2 separate regions of the Oryzias latipes genome follow, and region 1 is linked to region 2. Evidence: chromatin contacts called from public Hi-C data. All regions are on one chromosome and are shown on one strand. Each heading gives the region's core, a stretch centred on a gene start, on an enhancer-like site or on the middle of the called end of the contact. The rest is flanking DNA. Distances are from core to core; before and after follow the strand shown. Region 1 holds the start of ptpn3 (tyrosine-protein phosphatase non-receptor type 3). Region 2 overlaps esrp1 (epithelial splicing regulatory protein 1).

Region 1 (4,674 bases), core at 220-2,719, 37 kb before region 2:
TAGAGGCAATTTGGGGACATCAATTTACCTATGAAATGTGTTTTGGGACTGTGGGAAGCCAGAGTGCCTGCAGAAAACCCACAAATGCAAGATAGAACATGTAAACTCCAGCTGGTATTTGAACCAGGGCCTTCTCACTGAGGTGAGGGTGCTAACCAAAAGTAAAGTTGCAACGTATTTCTCTTTAAATAGCTGATTGTCTAAATGACTTTGTTGCTCACTAAGTTGATTTTGATTGTTGTTTCATCAGTCTAAAATAAACCTCATATATGGATTGTCGTCATGGTAACAACTGCTTTATCCAAGGTTCATGCTAAATGAATCAAATAAAGGATTAAAAGTGCTGCTTTCACATAGCTATTAATTTATCATGGCTACTGTTAATGTATTTAGACTTTTTGAAAGAGGCACAGCAGTACAGTTAATTACTTTTTAGGTATTATTTACGATTATTTTAAAAATCAGAATTAAAAATCAGAATCAAATAAAAAAAACAAATCCTCATAAGTTAATAAGTGTGCTTCAACAATATATCTGGTGATTAGAAGCAATTATTTTATCAGCCGAAAAATTATGTTGAACAAACGTAACGGTCGTTGATGTGAAAAATGGTTAACGCAACAGTAGTACTGCTTATGTCCAGTAGATGGCCACAGCGAGTCAGAAAACATTGGGAAACAAAGCAGAGAGATTTATTTTTTCATTATTACATTGCTTTTTTTCTTCCCTCAGTGGGTCGACGGGTTTTATTTTGATCACAAACTTTCCAACAGACAAAATTGTCTAATAACAGTCCTAAAACAACTGTCAAGAACTAGTATCTCAACCCAATGATTAACATAGCATCCAAACAAAAAAAGAATAGCCCTATAGCAGAAAGGTTCAATTTGTTTCTGTTTGAATAACTGAGTGGTTCAATTTTAATGAATGGGTGTTATTTAATAAAAAATAACATTTAATAACACAAATTTATTTCAGAAAAATATTAATTTATAAAAAATTAAATGTGTTTATTAAATAAAGGAGGCCTGAATATAATTCACGTCTCTTACTTTTGGAGAATATACGGACTGTTCCAACTCTATTACATAAAGAAAAATTAACGTTATAAATCATTAGATATTCTTTTCAAATAAACTTGTATTAGTTAACAAGATATTTTACTTAAACAAATGTTTTTTTTTAGTAAACAGTTTTTGTCCCCTTAAACAAATAAAATTCATGTGTTTAAACAAAACAGATGTAAACATTTGATTATATGACCAATAATATAGTTAATAAAAATTCACATTGTTTATTCATTTTTAATCACACATAGTATTTTACAGTTTTTAAACAATTATTTATTTGTCTTTTAATTTCTAAAAGTACTATAAAATATCTTTTAAAAAGGAAATACTGTTTGTTTACGTCCTTCCTCAACTTTTTACAAGCTCGCTCCCGCGCTTTAACTTTCTGTCGGGAGCGCGCACGGCAAAGGGGCGGGGCCCTGCGCCGTCAGCGCAGACAGGGATGGGAAACTTGTCCCGGATATTTACCTAGCTATACCTGGCTTTTTGCGACGCGCCCGACCCGACGTTTTCACGCCGGAAATATTCAGGTATATGACTTGTCTTCGAAGCGGGAGGGACGGAGGTAGTAAGACTTTTTCTCCTCGTTTGAAACTGTTTTTCCTCCCCAGAAAACTGGAACTTGGCAAAACTGTTATGTTACGAGTAGAGCCGTGGCGTGTTCCTCCTTTTTTGGGTGTAGCTTTTAGAACATTTGAGGCTGTCAACAGGTTCCCTCGCTTGCGCCGTGGCTCAAAGTGCAAAGAGGTTAACGGCAGACTTTCTAAGTCACAGTCTGGGATGTCGAGAAACGGGCCTAATAATTTGACTTATGGTTTGTTTAGACAGTGAAATGTCTCATACCGAGGAGAACTACATGAGACGTTCAAGTTTGAACGGGTACTAGCAAATGTTCTCAATACTTTCTTTGTTATAAATGGTTATTTGATACGTTTTTGAATTCTAAAAGTTGATCATCTCAGTACAATTTGATATAACTTTTGAATTAAATATCTAAACCTTATTCAAATGTATCCCCAAATGACTTGATGATGGATTTACCTTTTCTGGGCATTTATTTGTAAATTCCCTGCAGATCCAGCCCTGAGAGAGGGGTTATTGTGGAAAACTGGCCATGCAGCTGGGGCCAGCTTTCCTACTAATATATTCAGAGTGTGTTTCTGCGTTCAAACATTAACTCAAACATTGTGTGACCTTTCAGGAACTGCGCCGGACGGGCTGGCCAGATCTGCTCGCCTGGAAAACCAAGACAGGACACATGTAAGCGTGCTGGCATCCATGCGTGTAGATGCTCACCTGCATGCATATTCTCTGATTGGGCATGGCACACATGCGTTTGAGAGTGTGTTTGTGTGCATGGGCTTGCTCCAGGCTGCCGGTCTGATATCAGCTTTTGTGCACTAGGTAGGGGCCAGGGCGGGCTCTGACTCTGAAAATGTTTAACATTCTTATCATTCAGCTGCCAGCAAAAAGGCAGAGATGCAGGAGTGAGAGGGAATGGACATGTTCAGACCCAAGCCATATAATAAGAGATTACACAAACACACGCACACACTCGAGCACGTCACTCCTTCGCATTCATAGTGTATTACTCACTGCGGGCCTGTGCTCCATCCAGCACATGAATTACTCACCACACATTTTCATCCTGTGGGAGGTACTTTCATTGGAAGACAGCAGCCTAGAAACATCTGACGTTTGCTGTTGTGTATGTCTGTGTGTCTCCAGGTCCCCTCTCGGAGAGGAGTCGATGGCAGGGCGTTTGTCTGGATAGGGAAGCAGAGTTACCGCGGTAACAGACATGCCAAAACCGGACCTGCTCTGCTTAGTTCAACTGCTGGACGGCACCATCGAGACCTTCAGAGTCAGCGTGCGTAGCTCACCTAAGCTCCGTCTACTGCTGCCTCGCATGTCGTTTCCTGTAGCGCTCAGAGTCGCATAGTCATGAGTGATGGAGCTGCGTCTTATTCATTGTTTCCAGTCACATCTAACTCAACACTGTGAGCCTGAAGGTCACTCTCACCTCCTGCAGCTTGCATATGCTCGTCACATCTTCAGTCTGCATCAGCATGTCATAATACAGCACCCACTCTCAGCAGAAGGGCCATCTCTGAATTACTTTCAGGGTGCAGCATTTTTTACACACTGGATTCTCCATCACTCTTTTTGTTAGAAAGATTTGTCATCCTGAAAGGCTGAAAAAAATGCTGTGTTCAAATTCACCAAATATGATGGAGTTTCCTGCTGAAAGATGAGTTTACTTTAGTTCTTTAGTACTTGTGATGGGAATATGACTCCAGTTACAGGGAGTGGGAGGTTTAATGCGGAGCGGATGCAGACGAGCGGCTGCATATCCTTCAGACTCATTTAATAAAACCTTGACTAATTAAACTACAATGTTTTTTTGTTGTTGTTGAAGTAATCAAATCTTATCTGGAATAAATGACATTTTACAAACTGTTATTTATAGCCTTTAATCCCATTCCCCTTCAAAAGCAACAACAGACTAAGTCATATCCAGGAGAGTTGACAGGATATTTTTGGCTGAGCGTAATGCCATTTGTTGTTTCCATTTTTCAGAAGCAGGATGAAGGCGAGGTTCTGTTGAGCCTGGTGTTTGACCACCTGGGCCTGCAGGAGAGGCAGCTCTTCAGTCTGCAGATCAGAGAATCCAGCACAGCCATAGCCTCTTTCACAGCCAACACACACTCTCCTGTGAGCTTACCCTTCATGTGCCGCTCATTTGGACACAGATTGTAATGTCTTGCGCTAGCTGATTGCAGTTAAGTTGATGATAACCACAGGGCGTTCTTACATAAATGTTTTTTAGCTGCAGTGAGCCTCAATGTACTATGAATCTTTTTTTTTTTTGCTTTCAGAGATGGTTGGAGCCTGAGAAACCCTTGAAGAAGCAAATCAAAGGTAGGGTACTTGTTGAGGCACAGGTGCAGTGGGTTTTTCTAAACCTACTGCAGTGCACAGATGGAAAAAATACCCGTAAAGCAGCGTCAGTTGTGATGTGGCAGCGGTTGTGATTTTTTTTTTTTTTTTTTAACGAAATGACATTTCCGCACAGGCCTCGTGTCCCCCTTTTATCTGAACTTCAGAGTACGATTCTTCATCTCCGATCCCAACTCTCTGCAGCATGACCAGACGAGGTTAGAACCCAACACAAGAGCGCATCTCATCCCCCCTCTCTCATCCCCCCTCAATGATGACTTACATTTATTACTTTAAAATCTTTCATTGAAATTTTTTCAAGTTTTAAATTATTTTTTTGCAATCCTGACTTTATTTAGCTAAAAACGAAGGAATGCAGACATTTACTGTGCCCCTAATGGCAGTGGCTATATCCGAATTCCCACCCTAACACCTAACTACTAATATAGTGCGGGACTATCTAGTGCTCTGAATTTTAAAAGCATTTCGGCAATGCTCACTACTTTTTTTTTTTTTTAAACGGTGGATATGACGTCATCGATTTCACAAAGTTCAAATCTAATTGATATGAATCCACTGTCTTCTGAAGATAAAAACATTGGTTTATTTAAAAAATACATTTAAATACATTTTTTTGGCAGAAATTGTTCAGACGCAATGCATT
Region 2 (4,491 bases), core at 991-3,490:
CAGGACACAACAGGGAAGCTTAACCAAAGACGGAAAACAGGCTCAAGTTAATGAAGCATGAGATGTCACAGTTTTGTAAATGATGTAAAAATCTAACTCTAAGTAACAAATGCTATCATTCAAAGATACTGCTATTTTTTGTTTGTTTGTTTTCCAGTATGACTGTTAAGCAGTGCATTTATATTTGGCATCATGTAAACATCTTAAAGTTTTCTACTAAACTTCTTCATGCACTAAAGCTTTCAGTACAACAACTGTGCTTTGTCAAGTGTACATCAAACACACAGTTTACTGCATCTGAATCGTAGTAAAACAACTCATTCTTACCTTTGTCACACTTACATTTTCACTCTTCACAGAAAAGCTTAAAGAAAAGATTTAGCTCAGTTGGTACCAAATCATTTTTCTCTACTTTAACTAACAAACATGATTACAGTAACATAACTGCTGTAAAAAATGATCTATAAAGCTTTTACAATAAAGATTGTGCAATATAGGATAATAATTGCTATTATTTAGGCTAAGGCCACAGTGAATTTGGTATAAAATACATCTATTTTTATTATCTAAAGATATAAATAACAAATCTAAAAGAATATTACAACAAATGTCTTTGACACAGCAAATTGTCACATGACAATTTGTATTTGTGTGACCCTACAGCAGGGTAAGATCCAAATACTGGCCCCCCAGTTTGGTTATGAAAGTGGGGATGGACATGAAAGGGGTGTCTGTTCCGCTGGAGTGACCAATCGGGCTGCTGCTCAGGAGAGAAACGGACTCTGCAGGAACCTGGTGGGAGGGGATCAGGAAGAGACAGACCAGAGCGTCAAAGCAAAGGTAACGATAAAAACTTCCACCCATTCCAAACTTTGCCCATCACCTCATCCCGTGTGTCACCTAAACTTTTTACCATCCATCTTTTGTACAAATTAACCCCAACAAGTGAAAGTTGGCTTCACCCCCTCTCTTTTAGTTTTGTAGCACTCTAGTGTGCAACTACATTCCAGCAGACATGGGACTATTAACTGACATAAAATCATTCCATGTCAGGATTTGTGTCTCACCAATCATGCAGTAAATTCACTTTTTCCCAAAACATCAATGCTGAAATGACCACTAAAGCTCAAATGCATTTGTCATTCTAAGCTCTCAAGAGTAATTTTAGTAAGAGTGCATTTCACATTCCACGCTGCGCTTTTATTCGAGACAAAGTCAGATTCTAATTGTCGTTTTTCTTTGAAAGTGCTTTTAATGAGACAGTAATGTAGGGTGAATCCCCCCCAAGCCGCTTAAAGGTCCTCAATCAGCCATTTACGATAGCGGTTCAGTCACAAATCTTTTTTTTTTTTTTGGTTGCTAAGGATTTGTTGGCTAGTTTTTGCTTATTGCTCAGCTAGACTAAACTAGTTGTCATGTGGATTCAAAAAGTAAATGTTGCTTCAGCTAATGGTTATCTCTTAAAAATGAGCTAGTTACTGCTATGGGTCTGTTTGCCAAAAATAACTTGTAACCATTTCATTCTGTGTACCTTGTGTCTTTATAGTTGTTGTTCTTCTTTATGAAATTATATTTAAGCTTGATAGTGCTACCATATTTGTACAAATGGACAATAAGTGCATTTCTGGAGGGGGTTTAGTGAACTGTTATTGAGCTCTGTTGTGCATCCACTGGAGATTTTTTAACCCTTGTGCTATCTTAGATGACCCCACCCTTACTTTGACGTGTTATTCCTACCATGACAAAGGTGGATAAAGGTGGAAAGATTTCATGTAATCCATGGACACCAGTGAGGTTCACAAATCATTGAAGAAAAAAGGTTCAGCGCGCTGTCTAGTGGGTCTAGATGACCCAACTCCCAATGTTAAAGTGCCTAGGATAGCACAAGGGTTAAGAGAACAAAAATTCCCCATTGTAGCAGTATTAGAAATACCGTAGTAGAAACTCCTTAAAATGGTTTAAGACAAACCATACAAGTCAACCAAAACCTAACATGTTGTCTATATTGGAGGTACCGGTAAGTGAAGATGAAGAAAAGGAAGGTCATCCCTGCCAGAAATCAGTCAAGCAATAACTAAAACCTCTGTCCAAAATGCATCCCCTCTCCCCTGGATTCTCAGCCAATCCTTACCTGCCACCTGCCTGACATCTCAAATGCACACCCATTCTTTGGGCTGCGTGACAAAAGTCCTGGCTGGGTCGTGAGAGTGCACGGGCCCATGGGCGTGCATGAGTGCATCCTCAGGAGCGTACTGTGGTGTGAGGGAGGGGGAGGAATGACAGTCACTAGGCTGAGACAAATTAAGTCCTTAGATGAAGTCCTAACAGTGACAAGGTAGCAAGAAAATCAGAGTAAGCAGAAGTAATAAGCAAGGCCTGGTGTGAGTTTTTCCTAATGTGGTAAAAGCAGAATGAACAGGTTTTTTTTTTTCTCCAGAGTGTTCTGTCTTCCAGATTTGAATAGTGGAAACAGAGTTCCTGCAGTTCAAGTTGAAGCAAGCAGCAGTTGTGTGACAGGACTGGGAGAGAGGACAAGATAAACTAGTTTGATAGCCTCTGGGCAGCCATTATGAATACCTAACAATACACACCCATAACAGAAAAAAAAGGTCTGAACAGAAAACTAAAGTTGAACAGAAAGATATGTGAAAGTACAAAGCATTTGTGAGTTTAGGTGCTACTTTAAAGTTAGTGAACTGTCTTACCTGGTATCCTTGGACCGCGTTAATGAGGTCTTTGACTCCATTTCCATTATAGGGAAGGCCGGGCATTCTTACCAACCCTCCCGTGGAAGAGAGAGAAGAGGGGGCAGGGAAGAAACCTAAAGTTGTAGGTGAGCCAGGCGGACTGGAAAAAAAAAAATATTGAAAAGCAGAAGGCAAAGACTATTTATCCAGGAAAGTTTTAAAAAGTTGCACATTTCAATAAACAAAGGACATAAAGGGGAAAAAAAGAACCCAAGCAGCTCTGGGTGTTTTCTCTAAATGTATTTCAATGACCTACTAAACAGCAGCAGAGGGCATTTGACCTACTAAAGAGAAACAGAGGTCATTTGATGTTTACCAAGTCCTCTGATAACACAATCTTTAGTTATTAACTAATCTTGTTGCAGGCTTTCTTCTTGGTAAGATACACTTCAACAGAATGCAAAGTCTATTTTGTTTCTACTATGAACAACTTTATTTTTAGGAAACTTATTAATAGAAGCCCCAAAAAAAACCATTTGCTTTCTTTTACCAAAATAGAAAGTCATTGCAAAACAAATGAGGATTTTGTGATTACTGCAGGGAACACAAGCATGGAACAGTGAGTGTTTTTTTTTAGTATTTGTTAATTGTTCAAACATGTATGGTGAAAGAATCTGTGCGGGCAAAGGATTGAATAAATCACTTCCTAAATAAAAAATACTGCAATTTTTGCTTCTGATTTTAACTGTTTGCTAAGGAACACACACTCTGATTCCAAATTCCCAATTTCCTGGCTTAAAGGAAGGGAAACAGTTGCAGGAAAAGCAAAACTAAGAAGGGAATCTCAAACCAAAGTAAAAAGATTTGCAGGTTAAACATGAAAACTTGTCCTTGAACTTCCCAAAGTATCGGCACAGGTATTTGCCCCCTGTTTACCTGGGGTAGTATGCTGTGTAGTTCATGTACAGCTGAGCTGACGAAGGGTAGTAGGCATGTCCAGGTGGGAGCGGGCGGGGTGTGAGCAACACCTGGCCAATAGGAGGGTAAAGAGCAGCAGCCTCTGGCAAGACAGGTGGAACAGGGGTGAAGGAGTAGGATGGAGGAGATAAACCTGAAAGAGTGAGAAAAGAGACAAACCTTTTCATAGTCTTGACGGTTAGGTTGGATATTTGTTTGATTATCAGCACAAAGAAACTTGTAACAACAGATTTAAACCTCCTTATCTGGTACAGGTGAGGATTTGCACCCATAGTAATTAGTTTGGAATGTATTGTCTTTGCAATTTTTCCCAGGTTGGTTCCAAGATGATAGAACTTTTCTGTCAAATATGTACTACTTTCAATTTTCTCAAAATTAGCAGAATGACTTTTCATATTTTCCTGTAAATTCTTTGGAAAAGTATAGAGGCAAAAGATGGGAACTACAAATTGCATTCCCAGAAGTAAAAACTTTTTAAATGCTCTCCAAGTATTTTTTTTTTTTTTTACAGAAAAACAACTTAATTCAGGTGTACTTGTACTTCCTTTTTCGTTGATGTTATAATTTTGTAAAATCAATTTCTAAATTTCTTTTGGACAACAGCCAGTCATTTAAGAAAGAAAGTGATTTTAGTTTAGCATTCTAAATAAGTACACTGCATTTTCAGCTAAACACCAATAGAGCATATTTTGTAACGATGAAGAGCTACGGACACACAGGAATAGCACACATTTACACACCACGCACTGCCCAGCTTTTGCAAGCTCCTGATTGGTGAAGCACAGAAGGTGCACAGACCTGAGCTGCACTAGACTATTGAGCTTAA

Evidence for each region. A called contact is a pair of places that touch in the nucleus more often than the background predicts.
Region 1: a contact with region 2 is called in a Hi-C map of embryo, with 1.5 times the contacts expected there. The contact joins the promoter of ptpn3 here to the enhancer-like site in region 2. A contact is called at or near these places in 2 of 5 Hi-C or Micro-C datasets (embryo and fibroblasts).

Annotation. Positions count from the first base shown.
Region 1 is chr16:17,819,662-17,824,335 of ASM223467v1, reverse strand. It overlaps ptpn3 (tyrosine-protein phosphatase non-receptor type 3), which reads left to right and starts at 1,469. Exons shown (of 26, transcript XM_023964169.1): 1 at 1,469-1,600; 2 at 2,272-2,330; 3 at 2,799-2,940; 4 at 3,651-3,785; 5 at 3,950-3,992; 6 at 4,147-4,228. The coding sequence starts at 2,872.
Region 2 is chr16:17,783,885-17,788,375 of ASM223467v1, reverse strand. esrp1 (epithelial splicing regulatory protein 1) reads right to left here. Exons shown (of 16, transcript XM_023963997.1): 13 at 3,624-3,798; 14 at 2,706-2,847; 15 at 2,132-2,252; 16 at 1-792. The coding sequence ends at 2,151. Among protein-coding and RNA genes, the nearest start is that of esrp1, 8.5 kb to the right of the region's middle. Within about 2 kb of position 2,240, at least 2 of the 8 cell types and tissues checked have an H3K27ac peak or open chromatin away from gene starts, as enhancers often do. A contact at or near this core is called in embryo, where this site is marked.